Linked DNA regions of Lactuca sativa: region 1 is linked to region 2. The links are chromatin contacts, called in public Hi-C maps. All regions are on one chromosome and are shown on one strand. The core of a region is the stretch at or near the end of the contact, and the rest is flanking DNA. Distances in the headings are between cores, read along the strand shown.

Region 1 (4,030 bases), core at 463-2,962, 330 kb before region 2:
TTCCTCACTCTCAGAAAGGGTGAAAGACTATTTTAGCCCTCCATGGTCTCCTCACTCATGTCTTAACCAAACCCTAAAAATCAATGGAAGTCGCCCGAGTCAACAATCCATGTTAACCCAACTCGCCGAGTGCATCTATGCGACTCGTCGAGTTCCCTCTATTCTCAGGAAAAATCGGGAAAACTCGAGTCAACACGCCGAGTTGTCTCACAAACTCGTCGAGTCAGCACGGTGTCCAGAAGACTAGGAAAACCCCAGCTACTCGTCGAGTTGTCCCAATAACTCGTCGAGTTCACTCTAAATCCACAGACATGAAAAACCCTCTCAACTCGTCGAGTTGGATGTCAAACTCGTTGAGTTCTTTAGTAAATTCTCATTTCGGTCGATTCCAATGCTCAAAACTCCAGATCTAACCTCCTATCATGGAGTGACCACGTAAAGTTGCTAACTTTACGATCATGCAAGGCCTCACAAGGCTAGAATACCCAAAAATATGCTCAAGAAGGGGTTTAGGGCATGAAGAAGGATTAAAGCTTCATAAAGCTTGAGCTTTATGCACACGAGGGCTTAGAGGAGTCCGGATCTACAACTACTCCCCCTGGACAAGCTCAACCCGAAAATGGCCCTCATTTTGCACCAAAATACCCATAAACTCACAAAATAAGAGATCTAAGAAACGGAAAGCCAAGGTATGGACTTTTTACCTCCAAATGGGTACTAATCAAGAGGTATCAAGTTATCTTACTCAGTCTACTTGTACCCCTCCTATCCATAATCGAGACACTACTACAATGTACTCCCCCAAGTGGCGACACATACTCAACTCTAGATCTACTACATCATCTCGTCCACACATCCTTACCCAAAGGGTGAGGCATTAACAAATTTAACGAAATGTCGAACCTTAACCGTTAACAAAAACATCCTCATGAACGTTCGATACAAGATCCCACACCTTGATTGTAACCGAACAAATTCCACCAATTCACAATAGCACGAGAAACTTCCAAGGTGATCTAGAAATGTTGCCGAAAATCAGGAAAGCTGAATAACACTGCCCCAACATCCGTATTTCCAATAATCTCCCTCCCATTATTATCTTTATTCTTTAGTAGAAAAAGGTTTTCCTTCCCATGTGAAAATTGTACACTATTTAACCGGTGATTATTCTTTAGCTAAAGATTTTCCAACTTTTAAACAGGCAAAGCATGATTATTCCTTCTACATACAAAAAAAAAGACTTCATGTTTCACAAGCCATTTTATGGATTTAGTAGAAGATGAAGCCATGATAGGATCGAAGAAGTAGAAGTAGATAAAGTAAAAGAAGAAAAATCCTAAGTCATTCCTGCTGCTAGCCCTAATTCGATTAAAAGAAGACAAATATATTAATAAATGTCATCTCACCTACTCTTATGCCATGTTATTATTTGTTAGACCAACTCATGAATCTTTAATTAAAGTCGTCATTTTATCGATAAGAATCGGTTATCATTAGATAGGATTTGAACAAAAATTATATTTTCTTAATATTTTTTTGTATAAAACCTTTAGTTGGATGTTTTTTTTATATAAACAAAACTTCCATAGGTTTTAAACAATTTTGAAACATCATTTTCCTGGTAAGTCATTTCCCCCACGTTAATAAAAACTTAGGCTTGGACATTTGGGCACCTTAGGGCATAGGCCAAGGGGGTTTAGGTTTATATATCTTGTTGTTAACCGGATCCACTAAAATACGGTGTTCGCATTTCTTTTCCTTTATTATCCAACATAACTTCATATTCATGGCTCGCTGCAATCCCTTTCTTCGTGTTCTTCAATTGGGGGTTTTGAACACTTAAATTTATCCACCACAGCTTCAACCTTTTTTTCTTTTGTTACTCCCAAACCGATATTTCCTACTCTTCTTCAATTATTCCTATTAGTTTTGGGGGCTCAAATCAATATAAAGGGACATGGGGAAGAATCAGGCGTACAAGGCGATGCAGAGATCAAGGGTCGGATCTACCTCAGGCGGCCCCGATGATGTGGATGACGGCATGGTTTGTACCCTTCCATATCATATTTTCAGTGGATTTGTTGTTATTTTCATTGTGCACAGTATTCAGACGAAGAAACATGTTAACTCGTGGTATGATATCGTAACCAATAAATCTTTGGTTGAGGATGAGAAGAGGCAGGGGGTTGTGACTTCTCTAGAGCCTAATTCCCTGTTTCTCTTTGTTAGAATCGCTTACTTTTTAGCTCAATGACTGATAAGGGTTAGGTAAATACTCTTTTAACATGGTGATTAAGCCTGCTAATTGATTTTTGTGTGTCCAACCTTTAGGCATAGAGTTGTGATTGTGAAGATGTAAGTTGAAATAATAGATGCTCAAATATGATTCTGATGACTTTGGATAAATCTGAATAGGCAGGAAACAATACAAACATGTTTTTTTATTGTTTGGTTTTGTCTAATGGCTTCATTTTATAATTTCTTTCATATTTGATGTCTGGAACAGAATATTTTAGGAATTGCAAAGCTTTATAGTCAGTTTTGTTTGAATTTGTACCCTTTCTGATTAAGAGAGTCGCAGGTGGATGGTTCATTTCATTCACCAGAGTGGCATGCAGCTCGTTTGGCCAGCCTCAAAACTTCACATACAGTTACTTGGGAAGAGTACAAAAAGAAGCAAAAGGTAACTATTTATCTTCACTTTTGACTCCTCTCCTCTGTAGAGTGTATGTAGTGTAGATCTCCAAATGATAAATATACCACTATCTAGTTCTTATTCATCATCAATACGTATTGCTTTTTCTTGTTGAAATTGACAGACATGGTAGTTTGGTTTCAAAGTTATGGTTTCCCGAACAAAGACATTCACTTATTCATTTTAACTTGTTTCTTTTTTTTTTTTTTCCCGTTAAATGATATTGGACAAGCAATTGGGAAAACAAAACAGAATGAAAAAATAAAGTAAGGGACAATTTGTAAACAGTTAGAACGTTCTGTATGCATTAAATGGAAAAGAAACATTCATAGGATTAAGCTATTTAATTATTAATATACTGGGAAGCCTCTCAAAGATTTGATTTTCCTTTGTTTGTTGTGTTGTTGCTTTAATGGCACCTCCTCATCTATGACTGTTAATGAGATAGAGTTAAGTGTTACTGTGGAGTGATTATATTTATATAGATAGGAAAATATCTAATTTGTTTTTGTTAGGAAGAAGAAATTAAAAAGGGGGAGTTAGAAGCTGACAAAGATAGAATGATGCGGGAATATCGAGCTCAACTAGATGCAGAACGGGCAAGCAAGCTTGCCCATGGCAAAAACCACTCTAAAATTAAATCTACTCAGAGGAAGAAGGGTATTTATGTCCATTACAAATTTACAATACCTGAAGTCCTTTATATACATAATCTTATTGCCCCTTGTTGCAGATAATAAGAAGGACAAAGATCTCAAAAAGCGCTCAAACAAAAAGAGAAAGGTGCCTTGGAATTCTCAGACTATTCTTATTAGAAACGAATGCTCCAAAAATGGATATTCTTGCTTTTTTGATCCCTGTGGTTTGGATTTTGTCCTAAACCCATCTGAGAATGGCTGCTTTGCTCCTATTTATATATATCTTTAAAGGATGAAAAGTAACTAACTTTTTTATTTTGTTTCCTGTAATAAAAATAATAGCATTTGAGGAAATCTTGTGGGTCTAGTTCTTCTTCAAGTTCATCATCTGAATCTTCAAGTAGTGATGATGAGGATGATTCCAGAGAATCAAAAAGAAGGTCAAGATCAAGATCAAGGTCAAGAAAGAGGAAAGACAAGAGACAGAGCTCAAAATCCAAGCATTCAAGTGGTGATGAACAAGAGGCAGATGGGCCTTTGCCCCTCTCCAGGTTCTTTGGGAACACAAAGAACTGATGTTAATTTTATCATCAATATCACTAAATCAATGAATGATTATTGTTTATGTTTTACAGTGTAGTAAACTGTGAATTAACCAGACATAGTGTGATACATTTGCGGTTTTTAGACTCATGTT
Region 2 (3,552 bases), core at 388-2,887:
TAATACATAAAATAATAAGAAAATCATACCCAAAATTGTTAGAACGAACGACAAAAACACATTAAATATTTATGCCCAAAATCGCCAAACATAATAACGAATCAAAAAATCATACCAAAAATCGCCAAAATTTTCAACCCGCGGAATACCACATCCCTACGTACAAGTCGACCCCAACAATCATAAAGAATGAACGTAAATGACCCTGACACCATGTAAACTAATGAACAATTGAGACAAAATACGGTTAAAGTTTTATTATTACGGGCGAAAAGTATAAATACAAAGAAACACACTAAAAAAACTTTATAGATTTATTAGGCTAAGAGGTTGTACCTTAGGGCATCCATAATGCATTGAATTCTATAGAGTTTAATGGAGTGTCACATCATCATTCATTATTCCATACAATTCTATTCATTTTTATCCCATAATGTATTAAAGTCTACAAGTTCAATAGAACATATTAAAAAAATATTTATTTAAAGATTTAAAGACTTTCATTTTTTTTATTGAAGAGTTCAATGATCATTGAACTTTAAATCCATTGAATGTCAATGTGACATTTCACAATGGTAGAGTTGTATCCATTGAATGATAAATAGACATGACATCTCATTCAACTCCCCATTATGGATGCTCTTAGACATCACTTTCATCGCATTAGGACATTATAATTCAACTTTCCATGTTGTCTATGTGACTAATTAGTGGGCAAATCCAAAGATAGGATTTATCTATTCATCTATAATAAAATTACGAGTCGGGCAACTTTTGTTGATATTCTCTTGATCAACATATGAATGATGACAAGTTTTATAAACACGATACACTTTGTACATTAAGTTGAGATGACAAATTTATTTTAAGTAGTTATGCTTGTAAAGAATATTATAACCATTTACCATATGAATATTTACAAATGAAAGTCCCAATTGCACTATGTATGCTTTCTGGGAGTTTCATTTGTAAATTACATTTCTATATGTTAGTTTAACATCTCATTTGGCCTAATATGTTTCATCAATGTAGGGACGATCTATGGCATTGAGGTGCACCACATGTGTTTCTTTCGCATGGGGCTAGCCTTTATATCATAACTATATGTCGGTTTGTTTGAGGTGCAATTTAATTGTGCTGCAATTTATTAGTACCATTTAAAGGCAAGTGCTTAAAATCGTTGAAATACCTTTTTCATACAAGATATAGTTCATCCGACATTAACCTAGGAACCGTTTCATTAGGAATAAGAAACATAAGTACGATCAATGCAAGTTTAAGCAAACAAACACATTATGACTTTAAGTAAACTTATCTAACACTCAAGGGACCAATTTTTATGTAACTCTAATTTTTTTTTTTTTTAAGAATTCAATACAATATCTTTTTGTAGTCAATAATATTTATTATATCTTATTATATACTTACACAGAAAATGTATGATTTTTATGGACGGGATATTCATAATATTTGTTATATCTTTTATAAACACAGAAAATTATATTATATTTATGGATGGGATGGGATAAGAAATATGATTTTGAAGAAACATGCTTATAATGGACAAAATCATTAAGTTTGAGTATTTTACCATTTATTATGTGCGAGATTCGAGCCCCCCAATAAACTAACACATTTAGTAGAAACCTTCACGTTTCCCACTTATTGCTTTTTACAGTCCATGAGTCATTCTCACACTGTATGTCTGCAATAAAATTAGAAACAAGATGACCCAATAGTCAATTAAAGAAGAAAACCTACCGTTGAATGTCAGAGTTTTTAGAGAGAGAAAGTGGGAGAAGCGAATGGGTTGAGAGACAGAGGAAATTCCGTTCTACGGGGTGAAGGGTTACAACTGCAGATCAGAATCCAGAACCCCATTTGCAAGATTTCATTTTTCTGTAAGTTTATCGATCTTTGTTGCTTGATAATCTTGATTTCTCATACCCCTTAGCACTTACTGTTTTGAGAACCGAGATTTTGTTTTTTCTTCTTGGATTTTTACTTCATTTTCTTTCTTTGTAATGCTAATCTAACTCATCTGGGTTTTGGTTAAATGTTTTTTTGTTGATGTTTTTGTCTCCCCCATTTCAATTAATTTAGGTTTAATTTTCGATTTCATCATTTCATCCCACGTCGACACGTTTTTGAAAGAATAAATATGAATCTTTTCTTTAAAAAACATCCCATTTGCATAAATTGTCTTTCTTTCCATCAGATTGTTGAAATATTTCGACTGATTTTGCCATTTTCTCAATTAATTTCATACTATTTTTTTCTACTTTTTTTTGGTTAGATGGCTTGAAAACGATATCTTGCCTAATGGTTTCAAACACCCACCTGAGAGACTATTGTGTAATTAACGTAATTGTGTTCAGATTAAGAGGTTTCACAGCTACTCGAGTGTTACAACTCAATCGAGGAGTTTCTTTTTCCTTATAAACCCCCAATTTCTGCTTGATTTATAGAATGTAATTATTGTAATCTACTCGGATGTTGATATAACCCTAATTCCACTTTTTGTGGTTGTCTAACTTTACTAATTAACCGACGTTTTTAGGTGCGAAGTAGCCCTACTTTTTGTGAAAAAGAAAAAAGATAAAAAAAAATTTGATTGTGGCCCTGATCTACTTTCCTGGGATTTGAAGATCCAAATCAGCTGCCTTTTTCTTCCGTGCTGGAGTGATGGCCTGCATGATAAATTCAGAGTCAAGGCGTTTGTATTCTTGGTGGTGGGACAGCCATATTAGCCCTAAAAATTCAAAATGGCTTCAAGAGAATCTTACAGGTATGGAGTGATTTGTCATCTTATTTCTTGTTTTTATCTATTTTTGATGAATGATTGATTGATTGCTTATGTAAATGAAAGATAATTTTGGTACTTGTTTGAATCGCATTCCTTTCCACCGACAGATATTGAACAACCACAATCTGATCTGATAAATATAATAAAGTGGTACTATTTGAAATGAACTCTTAATGCGGTGTTTGATTATTTGGGAAATTCTGATTATTTAAATAATTGATTAATAAAATAAGCGATAATCAAACTGATTATTTGATCTCTAAATAGTTAGATAATTACTTTCAACACGCATCCAATATTTGTGGGATATTTGATCTCGTGTGCATTTGATTTTGAATACGACTCCTGTGATGGGGTATAGAATTTCATCGACCTTTTACATTCCTAAATGGGGTCATGGATCTAGGAATCTGAAGCAGCATTAGAGTTTTTTTTTTTTTTTTTGGTATGCATTAAAATAAAACAAAAAGAGTTCATCTTTAATCTTTTTTTGCATTTCAAAAAGAATTCCAGGGTCCACCCTTGGTCATGATGCTCTTGATTCTGATGAGATACTTGATAATCATTAACTCGTTGTTTCTGATGAAGTCATTTAAAATGGTTCATATTCGCATAAAGTGTTCTTTATGAAAACGAGGGGCCCACTTGTAAAAAAAGAAAGTCAAATTGTTTCATTTTTTGCAGATATGGATACAAAAGTGAAATCGATGATCAAACTGATCGAAGAAGATGCGGATTCATTTGCA

The links. Hi-C and Micro-C count contacts between places; a contact is called where the count stands out from the background.
Region 1: a contact with region 2 is called in a Hi-C map of leaf, with 3 times the contacts expected there. The contact joins the promoter of LOC111898710 here to the promoter of LOC111898712 in region 2. A contact is called at or near these places in 3 of 4 Hi-C or Micro-C datasets (bud and leaf).

Annotation. Positions count from the first base shown.
Region 1 is chr7:106,568,789-106,572,818 of Lsat_Salinas_v11, reverse strand. LOC111898710 reads left to right here and starts at 1,712. Exons shown (of 5, transcript XM_023894583.3): 1 at 1,712-2,044; 2 at 2,582-2,683; 3 at 3,211-3,355; 4 at 3,429-3,478; 5 at 3,676-4,030. The coding sequence starts at 1,958. The coding sequence ends at 3,909.
Region 2 is chr7:106,243,137-106,246,688 of Lsat_Salinas_v11, reverse strand. It overlaps LOC111898712 (protein NETWORKED 1A), which reads left to right and starts at 1,637. Exons shown (of 4, transcript XM_023894586.3): 1 at 1,637-1,901; 2 at 2,649-2,788; 3 at 3,491-3,552. The coding sequence starts at 2,686.